Regions from separate parts of the Gossypium hirsutum genome. Here region 2 is linked to region 1. Evidence: chromatin contacts called from public Hi-C data. All regions are on one chromosome and are shown on one strand. Each heading gives the region's core, a stretch centred on a gene start, on an enhancer-like site or on the middle of the called end of the contact. The rest is flanking DNA. Distances are from core to core; before and after follow the strand shown.

Region 1 (2,700 bases), core at 23-2,522:
TTGTCGAAAGCTTCAATGGCAAGGCATCGCATACGTGGCGTGCAACCTTGTGACCCGATGGACCGTGACCGTCAAATACACCGCAGAAGAACACATTCTTTTCCCCCGTAAAGTTCTGCATATTTTCAATTGTTTAGTTCCATTATTTTTGGAATATTAAAACACCAATTCAAGCAGCGCCAAATAAATAAAACATACCTACTATCATGATATAAAGATGATCTGCATCTAAAGTTTTGGGTCCAATTACAGTTTTAGTTCCTCAACTATGTCAAAATTTGAGATTTAATCCCTCTTTTTTGATTTGATATAAATTTGCCACTTTGCTTTTATAAATGGTATTAGTAGATCCAAATTATTAACACGGGTAGGTATTACCATTAAAGTGGTGATATGAATTTTTTGCTATTATTCGATCACACAAGGTCATGTGAAAATCCAATAATGATTTGGCTAACACATTCTAGCATAATAAAAGGACTAAAACATAATTAGACTGAATCTTTGGATGATCAGTAGGTAAGGGCATAAATTAGACATTGAGGGATTGAAGAAAAGATGATAAATGCACTTAATGTACGGTTTCAAGTTGATTAACATAAAGTTCAGGGTTCGCTCCTGTATTGAAAGAACAAAACATTCTAACATAACAGGAACCAACAAAAACACAAGGCATGCGATTATTGCATAAAACATACGTAGCCATAGCAGATGATCACCAAATCCAACAATTAATCACATTCCATAAGATTAAAAATGATTCATTAAGCCATGAAGAACTGACCTCCCAAACGGTCATAGCGTCCTGGTTGATCCCCTTCTTGCCCTTGCGAGTGTACATTGAGGTCAAGGAGGAGGAGCCTTGCAATCTAACAATAGCCCCCGCATGTCCAATCCTGGTAACATTGGCGCTATTGTCATCATTGTTGATGTTGTGGTCTCGATGGTGCCCCTCATCCTCTTTTTCATCTGATCCTTCTTTTTCATACCGTCTACCTTTGTACTTGAATTGCGTAGAACAGCAGGCACCCATCGTTTGGTGTGGGTGTAAATCCAAGGAAATATACCCCTTTTTCCTTAAAAAAAAATTTCAAAAAAAAAATGTGTGCAGCACCCACAAAAAACAAGGCTATGGAACCGGAGGTAAAAATCAAAGGCCCCAAATTGGAGAAGGAAAAATAGTTGGTGGTGGAGGGGACACAGAGGGATTAGAGATATTTGGTTATTTTGTAATGGTAACGATGTCCATCTATACATTGATTGATTATTTTGGACATCAATTTGGGGAAAAAAAAAGATTTACAATTATCATACATGATGACATCAATTAATTTGTAAAATAAAAAAAATATTTTTACTAAATATATATCACAGTTGTTATTATTTTTATTTTTTTTAAGAAAAGGGTAAGCTATTTTTAATTTTATTGATTGTTATTTTCATATTTGTGCTGCATATTTAGAGGGACGATGAGAGGAGAGTGGGTGATGCAGGCAGTAATGTCACAGTAGAGTACATGACATGCCTGTTTGTTGTTTGTTCAGGTTTTTTTCTTTTCTTTTAATTTCTATTTTCTAGGTTTAGAATGTTCCATTCAAGAGCTATTTTCGTTAAACCCTAACCACTTTTATCCTTAATTGCTTCGACTCTATCTCTTTTCCTATTTTTTTCATTTAATTTCGGTTAGTAGGGAGTCTTCGTATGATTGGATTTGATTTTTTCATTTCCGCAATTTATTTTTTCCTTTTATATTCTTTTATTATTATTATTATTATTATTATTATTTTCATTCTCTTCTGCTTCTCCATCTCTTTTATGTTCTTTTAATTTTCTTTTTTATCTTCCCTTCTCCCTTCTCCCTTCTCCGTATTCTAATAACAGTTTCAAGAGTTGTCTCAATTGATTTTCGTGCAACCAAGCACTTAAATCCATCATATGGTTAAATGTTACACATAACAAGTAACCTATAGTTGATTGTTTGACATAATTTGTAGAAGTCTTATGTTTGAAATCCCAATTCTTTGAATTAATTATTAGATCATTTAAGTGATACAACTTTGCAGATGTCTCATTTTTTAAATCCAATTTCTTTGCATTAATTATGTGGAAAACAGAGAGGAAAAAGGGAGAAATAGAAGAGAATGGAAAATAATGAAAAAAAGTTAAAAAACATAAAAAAAATAAATTAAATTACTAAAAAAAAAATGAGGGACCAATTATATTGCTTAACCTAAATTTTTTGTTTGAAATGATAATTTGACGTGCCACGTTAACTTACCGTTATACCATTGACGACAATTAATGGCTCAATGACTAAAATGTTACAATACGTTAACGTAAATGACTAAAATATAACATTTCAAATATAAATTACTAAAATATAACATGAGATAAACAAAAATGACTATTTTAATAGTTTACCCTTAATTCTATTCAATTTAAATTTATAAGATAAAAAAAACGTTATTATCTTTGTACGGGCCTAATTTTGCCCGGCCCGTTTAAATAAAAACCCAAAATATAAGCAGTCCACTTACAAAAAGTTTTAACCCAATTATAAACCATTAACCTAAACCACTAACCCCTTTACAGATTAGGCCCGTTAGCCCAAGACCTAAACTCATGTTTAGGAAAATGAAAACCCTAGCTCACCCTTGCGCCGTACCCCCCTCCCATGTGCGCCCTCGGCACGCACGATGC
Region 2 (2,700 bases), core at 87-2,586, 340 kb after region 1:
CTATTTCTTACTCTAATAGGCTTAGGAACCCTAAAAACCTATGCTCATTTTAGATAGTATGAATAGGCCATTTATCTAGCTTGAAAGAAGTTGAATGGCCACAAAACCATATTTTCACTACCTCTTATCAATAAAAAAAGTTGTTCAAAAGTTTAAGAGAAAGATGGTAGAGATAATAAGAAACTCCAAAGCCCTATTTCTCTTAACAAAATAAAATGCTAAAAAAAGACCTACGATGAGGGGAATGTTCAAGAGTTCGCAAAGCGTAATAACACTCATGATAATAATGCAAGAATTAGGTTGGAACTAGCTAATGGTGATGCTTATGATCTTGAGAAGTTTAACTATAAAAGAATGCAAAAAAAACCTAAAGTCAAACTTCAAGCAATCTACGCGAACAAAAAAGATCAGCCTTATGAGGATGCTAAGATACCATCTCATTGTAAGTAGGCTTTTAGAGGATTAATTAGTGGGAAACTTGAAAACTTGACAAATGTAGGGAATCAATGGGGGTGTAGCATATCAAATCTAGTTCCCCCAAACCATACCTGTTAGTTTACTTCACTTCCCCCAAAGCATTCTTATTAGTTTACTTCACTTCCCCCAAAGAATGCCTATTAGTTTACTTTACTATTTGCTAACTTAAGAAAAGAGAGACAATCTACATTCAAACTAGAGAAACCTTGATCAAACGATGTTTCCGCAATAGAGTATGATCCTAAAGGAATCATGACATAAAGTGAGCGTCCTTCAAGGCCTGTCACATTCCCTACAACTAACTTTGGATTTGATTAGATGTTGTGAGTGAAATGAACAGAGTTAGTGGAAGGGTTATATCAAGTGATGTCGCTGAAGCCATGATGATCAATTCCTTGTGGTGGTGACAACCTCTTTACAACTACTCCTATTGCCATCATCTACTTATCTCTTCTCTACCCTCTCTTTTTCTTGTTTCCTCCCTTTGCCCCTCCCCCTCCCCCATATAAACCTTCAAACTATTTTTAAGTTTGAGAGACTTTTTTCAGAATAATAAATCTCTCTCTCTAACCTATTATGATTTGAGTACTCTCAAATTCACATTAACTTAGTTTTGTCTATGCTTAACTTATGATAAGAATGCTTAACTTTATGACATTTGGGTTCTTACAAATGTTTTCCTTGGACACTATAGTCTTGAGTGGAGCATATTTCTATTATAATTTGAGTTACGATTAGATGAGAATATCAATTTCTTTGATGTCTTTTACATATAAAAGATAATTTCTATTTGGAAAAAGAAATCATTATTAAATTATTGTTTTGTTGTAAAGCTTGGCAGATCATTTCTATTTGGGCAAAAGAAGATCAACTTTAAATTATTCTTACAAAGACGCAGAAACATTGCATTACAGCGCTCTCTCTTTCTCTCTCATATGTTCCAAAATGGTCCAACATAGACCCACCACGTGCGTAACGTACTGCTCCCGAAATCATCGCCATCACATGTGAAGCAAATTTACCGCGTTACGCCCCATGTGTGCTTCTTTGATCTTTCTTTATTCAATGGCCGCCGCCGACTCTCATGAGATCCAGCTTCGCACCACTTACTAACGTCCCTCTCTACTGTATTCCTCTGTTAGTAGTAAAATTTCGCCATTTTTAAAGTCACAGAAAAGAAAAACATATTTGGGCTATAAAAATCTCATCTTTCTTTGTTCACTCCCTCTTTCCTCTTCCTTTGTTTTGAGCAGCTAAAAATATTCCTAGTGTAGGACGGGAATGGATTTGTTCCTAAACGCCAAATCGGTGCGTCTACGCAGCCACCACGACAAGTATCTGGTCGCGGATGAAGACGAAGAATCCGTCACTCAAGACCGAAATGGATCCTCCAAGGCCGCTCGATGGACCGTCGAGTTCGTGCCTGGATCTCAAACCATTATCCGTCTAAAAAGCTCTTACAACAGGTATCTTACTGCTTCCAACCAGCCCTTTTTACTTGGGATGACGGGTCGAAAAGTGATTCAGACACTGCCTAGGAGGCTCGACTCGTCAGTCGAGTGGGAACCCATTAGAGAAGGGTGTGAAGTCAAGCTCAAGACTCGGTACGGGAACTTTTTGAGAGCTAATGGAGGGTTACCACCTTGGAGGAACTCGGTGACTCACGATATTCCTCATAGGACCGCTACTCAGGATTGGGTGTTGTGGGATGTGGATATTGTGGAGATTCAAGAGAAGCCCTCAGCGAATATTCAACACCCTCCTCCCATTCCTCACTCAGATTCATTGGACTTTGATTCACCTTCTTCAATTTCAGGCAAATCTGCCCACTTTTCAAGACAAGAGGTTTGAAGATCTCAACTTTAAAAAAAGAATCTAACTCTTGGATCATTTGGGTTGTTTTTAATGGTTTGATTCAATTTACATTTTTTTTATTTGTAGTCAAGTGATTCTTATGTGGGTTCCCCACCAAAATCCGAAGGAAGGACAATATACTTCCATGTTGCAGATGACAGTGGGGAGGTTGATGATGAGGCAATTGAAGGGTACTCTTTTAGTTTCAAGGGTAATGGTGTGGATGAACTGGCTCATAAATTAAAAGAAGAGTCTGGCCTTGAGGATGTTGTGGTGTGTACTCGGAGTCCTTTGAATGGGAAGCTCTTTCCTCTTCGCTTGCAACTTCCTCCCAACAATGCTGATATGCATGTTGTGTTAGTTCCATCA

What was found. Hi-C and Micro-C count contacts between places; a contact is called where the count stands out from the background.
Region 2: a contact with region 1 is called in a Hi-C map of leaf, with 2.6 times the contacts expected there. The contact joins the promoter of LOC107948961 here to the promoter of LOC107948958 in region 1. A contact is called at or near these places in 5 of 34 Hi-C or Micro-C datasets (callus and leaf).

What each region holds. Positions count from the first base shown.
Region 1 is chrA04:78,813,347-78,816,046 of Gossypium_hirsutum_v2.1, forward strand. LOC107948958 (probable protein phosphatase 2C 65) reads right to left here and starts at 1,273. Exons shown (of 4, transcript XM_016883638.2): 1 at 785-1,273; 2 at 1-115. The coding sequence starts at 1,033.
Region 2 is chrA04:79,151,748-79,154,447 of Gossypium_hirsutum_v2.1, forward strand. It overlaps LOC107948961, which reads left to right and starts at 1,337. Exons shown (of 3, transcript XM_016883641.2): 1 at 1,337-2,322; 2 at 2,419-2,700. The coding sequence starts at 1,759.